2 separate regions of the Cricetulus griseus genome follow, and region 1 is linked to region 2. The links are chromatin contacts, called in public Micro-C maps. All regions are on one chromosome and are shown on one strand. The core of a region is the stretch at or near the end of the contact, and the rest is flanking DNA. Distances in the headings are between cores, read along the strand shown. Region 1 overlaps Glis3 (zinc finger protein GLIS3). Region 2 holds the start of Glis3 (zinc finger protein GLIS3).

The links. A called contact is a pair of places that touch in the nucleus more often than the background predicts.
Region 1: a contact with region 2 is called in a Micro-C map of the CHO-K1 cell line, with 2.0 times the contacts expected there. The contact joins the enhancer-like site here to the promoter of Glis3 in region 2. A contact is called at or near these places in 2 of 8 Hi-C or Micro-C datasets (the CHK-Q cell line and the CHO-K1 cell line).

The regions. Positions count from the first base shown.
Region 1 is chr3:32,880,477-32,884,823 of CriGri-PICRH-1.0, forward strand. The region is part of intron 3 of Glis3 (zinc finger protein GLIS3); the gene reads left to right. Among named protein-coding and RNA genes, the nearest start is that of Glis3, 130 kb to the left of the region's middle. Within about 2 kb of position 2,770, at least 1 of the 6 cell types and tissues checked has open chromatin away from gene starts, as enhancers often do. A contact at or near this core is called in the CHO-K1 cell line, where this site is marked.
Region 2 is chr3:32,756,064-32,760,046 of CriGri-PICRH-1.0, forward strand. It overlaps Glis3 (zinc finger protein GLIS3), which reads left to right and starts at 1,484. Exons shown (of 12, transcript XM_027406458.2): 1 at 1,484-2,131; 2 at 2,992-3,174.

The DNA of each region.
Region 1 (4,347 bases), core at 1,520-4,019, 130 kb after region 2:
TGCCCAAGCAGACACTGCCTGAGGAAGCCCTACTGTGGGAGGACCTCCTGCCGCCAGTACCTTGCAGTGCAGTGGCTAAGGAGCATGAATAATTTAAGCACGAGGTGCCTTTGCTGATGACTCTGATCACTGTTCAGAAAGAATGATGGTAATGTATAGAATGAAGGTAGGTAGAGGAAGGGGCCTGGGATTGCAGTTTATATTTGCTGTAAATATGAAATATACGGGATGCTGAACTTTTAAAACCTTTAAAGACATTACCTACATAGTATATACACGTTGGTGAAAGAATGACTGGCCAAAGGAGATTAATTGCAGTGGCCTTAAAGTTTTAGATATCAGGCATTAAGACAGGCTGGCTGGAAAACATGGAGTGGCTGGTAAAAGGCCTTTAATGTGGTGTGAGATTGAAGTACTTGACTCTGAACATGTTGTCACACTCATAGTGGAATGGAGAAAGAATGGCAGTGCAGTTTTTAAAAGTCAAAGGGAACATTGTTTGGAATGAATACAAAGTCAGATCCTTGGTATCTCTATCAAAGCATCCCAGTGTACCCCATAAATCAGTATTGTTACTATGTGTCAGTTGGGAAACATCCTGATGACACACTTCTTCTGGCCTGTCGTGAGGAGCTATTGGATTATCCTCTCATTTGCTGTTTATCTAGAGAACCGTTCAGTCTTTTTGTGAGGAGCATGAAAGATAGAAGGGAACCCATTTGATAAAGGAGTGTTGGAGGCGAGCGTCCTGGAGTGCTCCATCCTTGCTGGAGAGAGAGAAACCAGTGTCAGGCATTGTGTCCACAGCTGCTAATGCAGAAATCCATTTGCCAGGCCCAGGTGACTTGGATAAGACTTCATTCTTCTGTGTCTGCGATCGCATTCTTGCGAGGATTGCTGCTGGGTAGTGTTGCATGTCAGAGATGAGGGAGGGTTAGTTATTAACCCCACAGAGGGGAGAGAGGGGCAACGGGCAGCTGCTGGAATGAGGAAAGGGCCTGGCTGAAGCATTTCCAAAAGGTCTTTTTGTTGTTTATACTTGTTAATTATTAATATTAATTATTGATGAAAAACGGTTTTGAGTTACATGCCACGCATTGTTTAGGAATGAATTATCACACTTATTATCTGGAACTAGAGTAGATATCAAGCTCTTTCAAGTAATCCATATTTGTTCCTTTTAGTAAGATTTTTCTTCCCCTTCAAACGCTAAAAACAAGGATGTTTGAGGTGTTGGCTTGACGAGTCTGTTTTAGGGACCCAGGTGCCCTTCCCCCTCATCTTTGGGAGGCTTCTAACGCTAAGCAACACATTAAGAACTGAATTAGACCACAGAAAGGCAACAATTTAGAGAGGAATCGGGTACAAAGTAGCTGTCTCATGGGAGATGGGTGCTATGTGGCTGTGGGAGGTAGCATTGCTGCATTTGTTGAGCACTGTTCTAGGTCTCTCTTGCAGAAGCCCTTCCAGGCAGGTGCTCTGGTCATCTAAGTCTGAGAACAGGTGTCTTCAGAGTTTCTATGTCATATAGGTTCCTATGTGTTCTGCTCACATTCAGAGGAGTGGGAGAGTTAGTTCATTGGATGATTGAAGATCACTCTGGAATCAGACCCGAGCTGGCAAATGCTGCTGAGAAAGAGGAGTGAGAAGAACAAGAGAAAAGTGGAGAGAGAGGCAGTAGGAGGGAAGGTGGAGAGAGTTAGAATGTGGAGGTATCTGTCAGAATGGGAAGTGAAGTGACCTTGGCTCTGGGAATCAGGCTGTAAAAGCTGGTGTTTATGCTTCCTAGGCGTTTGGGGCTTTTTGAATGCTATCAGGTTGACTTAAGCCTGATTCTTAAAGAACTGATGTGCTGCCTCTCCCCTGGGCTTTATTGATTTTTCACTTTAGATTGTTTCGTGCCTGTGCATTGTCTCAGTGATCTATCATAGCAGTGTGCACCCAGTCATAGCACTGGCAAGCAAGAATTGAATCACCTCTAAGGGTAGGTTCTCTTTTGACAGGCTGGCCTCCTCGGGTTATTGGTTGGTGAGCTTTCCCACCTGGGAAATGGGAGCAATGTCTCCAAGGCAGATTAACAGGCTGGGATAGGTCATGTCTTTGTCATCTGAAGGACTTGGCCATTACCCTTCTCTGTATCGAGGAGTGTGGTCTGCAAGGAGTTGATGGACTGTGTCTAGGACCACAAGCAGGTTCACTAGGAGGCCTGGGAGTTCTGCCTTAGCTATGCGAAGGTTTTAGTCAGATAAACTTTGCTTTCAGTGGCTGCCTTGGTTTTGAGACGAAAACTCTGCCACTGTGAAAAAGGACAAAACAGGCCTTTTCCACAGTTGCTGCCAGCTCTTGGTCTCTCCAGAGAGGATTCCTGGTAGGGACAGTTATAAAGAACAAGTAACGCTTGTAAATGAACACAGTGTTCTTGCTTGAATATTTCCCATAATTCCAAAGAAATATAATACAGGTAAGGTTTTTTCATGTTCTCACTGTGATATATATTTATGAGAAGAAAAAAAAGGATTAAATACTGGAAGTTTTTCTTATCAGTGGCTTAGGCTTTTACATCTCTCAGGTTCTGGTCACTATAAAATCATCTAGTTTCTTGCCCTAGTCACGGTTGATATTTTCCCTTCTAGAGACCTTTGAATTATTTTTATTCATAAGTGAAAAATGTATTACAGCTTTATTTCCTTTTATTAATAGTTCGTTCTTGCCCTTAGCCACTCTCTGACTTCTTGGCATGCAAAAGCAGTGAGCTCATGCTTAATCATGTATAAACAACCGTCTAATTATATGGTTTTGAATTTTCATCTGACCAACTAAACAGAAATGACACAGAAACGAGAAATCTGACAGCCTCCCTGTCTCAGATACCTGGCCTCTCTCTCCCTCCCTCTTTCTTCATGTGTCCAGGAGCACGCATGTTTCAACTTATCAAAAAATCAGTTTGCATTTGCCAAGTTTCTGAGGTAAAATTGTTCTTTTCAAGGCTACGTGTCAAAGAACAAGTCTGTCAAGCGGAATTACACGTCTTCTTTTCATACTTCTTTCAAACTATTCTTTCCTCCTCAGGATGGAGGTGTTCCTAACATCCCTCTTGTTGCTGGTGTCAGATGACAGAATAACACTCAGGGCAGGTTTCCTGATCTTTGTCCCCTTCCCTTCACTTCTCAAGTACAGTAAGAACTCTTCCAGTTGGCCTTCCCTCCTTTAACTCCTCTGGAACATTTTATTTTTTGAAAGAAGATGGTGGGAAATTTTTATGAAACAAAGGTGTTCTTTCTGTTTAGATAGACATGGAAAGAAGTTGACCATTTCCTTTGCTTTCTCACTGCTAGATACAGAATTCTGAACACAGAGCAAAAACTCTTGGATATTTTGACAGTTTCAAATGGATTGTTCAGTGTGCTTGATGGCAAAAGAGAGTGGGGGTGGAGGGGCATAAAAAAAACTCCCACTGAGAGACAAGACCTTCTGATATGTGGAATCTACAGTAGTGGGACTGAAAGAGGTGGGGTGGGGCAGAGAAATACTAGAAAGTTTCATTTATTGCAGGATGAATGAATTCAGATCCAACACCCACTATTAGTGACTACAGTTGGCAATATTTGTACAAGTTGACATTTATCATGAGGCTAGATTAAGATATTAACACGCATACATGGGTAACCTTGTGTTATGAAGTATATATAAACTACTTTGCTGTGATTATTTTAATACACACTCATGCATTTAACTACCCCTTGCACTTTAAATATATGTACCATAAACTTAACATATTCTGAGCTCAACTTTGTGGTTATGTGTGATTTTGAAGATCTAGGTATTTCATCATGTAGTCCAGGCTGCTCAGGAACTAGGTATGTAGAGCAGACTGGCTTTAAACCTAGTAGTGATCTTCTCTTTTCTCAAGGGCAGGGATTGCAAACTGTGCCGCTACATCCAGCAAATTATACATTATATACTTCAAATTTAAATACTTTCTGCTTGTCAGTTGTACTCTAATGAAGGTAGACAACAAGAAAGGAATGCTTTCTTTTTATTAAATTTGTTCCAGATATTTTGCAACAGGGGTATTTCAAAGATAAGTCTGACTGCTGTCATACAAACAAGAAGTGAGGGTGGATTCTTGTGAAATTTGGTCAAAGCAACATGTTTCTTCATTAGTCCTTCAGCTTAAAGCATAATTCGACTTCTCAGATTTTTTTTTTCTGAAAAATACCCATCTTTAAACAGTAAAATTTCATAGACTTAGGTGTTTTAGTTTCAAAGCAAAGAGACTCCAGCTTGAGAATTTAGAGTTGGCAACCTCTTGCTGAGGTTTAATGTCTGATAGTTGGATGTTGAATG
Region 2 (3,983 bases), core at 234-2,733:
TGTTTTCCTTGACCATTCTCTCTCTCTCTCTCTCTCTCTCTCTCTCTCTCTCTCTCTCTCTCTTTGGTATTTCAAGACAGGGTTTCTCTGTGTAGCTTTGGAGCCTATCCTGGCACTCGCTCTGGAGACCAGGCTGGCTTCGAATCACAGAGATCCGTCTGCCTCTGCCTCCTGAGTGCTGGGATTAAAGGCGTGCGCCACCAACACCCGGCTCATTTTCTCTCTTTTTATGGACAGGATATTTCATTGAACCAAGAGCTCACTGATTTGGCTAGGGTGGCTGGCCAGTGAACTCCTGGCATCTGTGTGTCCACCCCCATCCCCCCATCCAGTGCACCACTATGCTTGGCTTTTGCATAGGTTCTGGTGTTCTGAACCCAGCCCCCCCCCCCCCGGGTCCTAAGACAACCCTTAATGACTAAGCAATGTCCCAAGCCCTGAATTAGTGGTATTCTAAGTGTCTGTGGCACCAAGTCCATTTCAGCCACCACGAGGAACAGAATAAGACTCACTGCACAAAGGCCTAACTGTGAATGTTGCCTGCAACAGACACATGGAATTCCAAGCAGGAAGTCTTTGCTTTCTGTGGCAGTCCATAGTGGATCCACCAACAGTAGGTCTTTTTTTTTTCTTTTCTTTCTTTCTTTCTCTCTCTCTCTTTTTTTTTTCTTTTTTGGTTTTTCGAGACAGGGTTTCTCTGTGTAGCTTTGGAGCCTATCCTGGCACTCGCTCTGGAGACCAGGCTGGCCTCGAACTCACAGAGATCTGCCTGCCTCTGCCTCCCGAGTGCTGGGATTAAAGGCGTGTGCCACCAAAGGCATGTAATCAGTAGGTCTTTTTTTGTGACAGACTTCTGAGGGCTCTGATCACAAGGCTGGGGATGTTGAACTTCAAGGAAAATACCACTGTACACAAGCAAGATCTTCCAAGAGAGTGTGCCCATTCCTCCCAGCCAGTCTTCAAAGTGAAGCCCTGGTTACCCCACCCCCACTTCCTTTAGCCCCTCTACCCCGTGGAAGGTGTCACAAAGACCCTCTCGGCATTCCACAGCCAGTTTTCAAATAGTCACTAGCATCCAATCCCACACATTTGGGTCCCTTTTGCCATCTTTCACTTTTCTGTTTCCACTCTCTCTCCTTTTTACTACAAGGATTTTCTGTTCCTTAGGATTTGACAACTGGTCCTGTAGAAGGGCTGACACATTTTTCAGTTAGAGGAGAGAGAGAGAGGAGAGAGAGAGAGAGAGAGAGAGAGAGAGAGAGAGAGAGAGAGAGAGAGAGAGAGAGAGAGAGAGAGAGAGAGAGAGAGAGCGCCAAATAGGTCCCGAAAGGTGAAGAGACTCTCTGCGGTTACCATGCTCTGGAGTTTTATGGGAAGGAGCTTGTGCGCGAATGTCGAGAGCTAGACACTAGCTGGCCTGGTGACCAGGAGCCCGCCCCCATCCCTCCCCGCCCCCTCCGGCGCTCACACTCAGGAAGCAGCTGGCTGCGGGCCGGCCCTCGCGGCCGCACACACATCCACACTCCTCGCCGGGCAGCCTCCCGCCCGCCCTCTTTCCCCTTCCCCTCTCCCTGCAGCCGCGTCCCTACTGCGCCGCCCGGGCAGCCCAGAGCGCGGCGCGCAAGGGCACGGGAGCCAGGGGCCGCGCACCTCGGGGCCGCGGCGGGCCCGGGTCCAGGCTCGCACCGGCGCTCTCCAGCCGGGACCCAGCTCAAACAGCCAGCATCCCGAGCCCGACCCTTCCACGCATCTCCCCGACCCGGAGCGAGGATGAGCACTCGGGGCCAGGCACCAAGTCGCTACTCAACTTTGTAAAGACACGATTGGAGTGTGTCTGTGTGTAGCGGGGACAGCGGGCTGAGCTGATGCCGAGAGTCGGCCCGCAGCCCTGCCTCCTCCTTCGCGGGCCGCCGCCGTCGCAGCCGCGCGCGCACACTCACGACCATCGGGCCGCGTTTCCGCGCTCCGGCCCCGGGCTTGGATGCGAGTTTTCATTTCCGAAGGAGGCAGAGCCTGCGCGGAGCGCTGAGGGGCTGACCCCCCACCCACTGGTCGCCAGTGCTGTCACGCGCGGTCTGGCTGGGAGAAGGGACTCGCGCGCCTAGCTTTGTTGTGGAAATCCGGTTACCTGGTAAGTGGATGCCATAGGAACTTTGTTCCGCAGGCGAGAAGGCGCTGGAGAGTGTGGGGGCGGCCAGTCTCAGAGATGCAAACTCGGGATTAGAAATAGTTTGTGCACGCCGGGTTGGTGGCGGTCGCGCGGATTTGAGGGCACGAGTACCCCCAACTCCACAGACTCACAGGGCTTCTGGAGACCTAGGCACACCTTACCGAGGCTGATGGCAATACTCATGTAGCCCGCAGACTGGCTGACAGTTGCCTAAGAGCGCCGAGTATACATGGAAAGGAAACCAACAAGGTGTTGAAGTTTAGCTTATGAGGGAGAGTCTCTGTGCTTTTTAAAAAGAAAATACAGGTTCCAGAAGGCTACACAGTCAGGGCCAGTTACAGAGCGCTCCAGCACGGCGCGCGCCATCCCTCGCGGGGTTCTACTTGAGGGAAACTTTGGCAAAGTGGGGAATGATGGGGTGGCCTGAGGTCTTTGGCTCACAGTCGGGGCAGTAGTTGTATTTCCGGCTTCCACGTGTTTGTGGAGCGCCACGAAGGCTGTTTTCCACTTTCGTGTTTCATCCAAGTGGGTGTCCCCATTGTTCAGGGAGGTCCTCGGGTTGGGGGACACAGCTACTAGTCCGGAGCGGTGCAGCGACCCGCAGCCGCCAAGTTTTTAACTATAACCTCCCACGCCACCAAAGTGCAGACACATTCAGACACCAACTCTCCCCGCCGGGTTCGTCACCTCGCGTGTACATTTTTATGGGCCGGGACAAAATGTCAGCACTGTTTGGGGAATGTCTCAGTCTCTGGGACTTTGTCACTTTGTCCCACTTCAAGACTCTGGTCCCTATAAATGACCCTGTGTCTATTTTGAAGCCGGCCGGGACCACTTTCTGGAAAGCGTGAGTGAGCTGTTGGCAATCCTAGACACACACCTTGCCCCAAGCGACAGTTCCAAGTTACTCACTAGAGCTGACAAGTCACCCAGGGGACGAGGAACTCACCCAAGTGTCTGAAAACCTTGGCCGGGGCGGATTTGTCATCCTATGGATGATTCAAGTAGGTACCTGGAGGGAGACAATTTGGGGGAAAGGGTCTGGCTCCACGAGGTCGCGCCCTTGGACTTGGTAGTGTGTTTGGGAGGCGACAGCAAAACGACACCTGGGGGTGAGGGGCTTGCACCAAGGTCCGGACGCGGGAGGGATTCTGGGTGGTGCGCACACGAGTGTGGCTCCCGGGTCTGAGGCCCGCTGTGCGCCGGTCCCCTCGGTTTGTCCTGGCTTCCTAACTGGCGGCTGGCGGCGGCCTTTCTGCCCCCGACTTACTCAGTACGGGGTTGCACAACAGGAAGCCGGCACGAGTTTGTTTTGTTTTGTTGCATTCGCTCGCTCGCTCGCTCGCCGGCTGGCTGACACGCCGCGGGTAAGGGGCGGGGGCAGAGCGGGGGCGGCCGAGTGCAGCCAGCACCACTAGGGGCCCTGGCGCCTCCACCTCCGGACCCCGCCCCTCGCTTACCTACAGGGAGCCCAGGGGGCCAGGATCTAAGACCCTGACAGGGCAAAGCTGTGTGTGTGTGTGTGTGTGTGTCTGTCTGTGTCTGTCTGTGTGTGTCTGTGTGTTGGGGGTGGGTGTTGGAGACTCCAGGAGGGCTGTCTACTCACTGTTCCCAGGCACAATTCTGGGCCCTGTAGGCCCACCACTACTCCAGATTCTTCTGCCCTGTGTACCTCTCTTCCTGGCTTGGCTTGCTTGACACCAGCTTGGTCAGATGGGATAGAGGGTAGGGGGTCACTTCCGGAATCCTAGGGAGCAGTGTCCACGGGGTCTTCAGCAATTACAACCTTGTGTCTCCTAGAGAGGGTACGTTC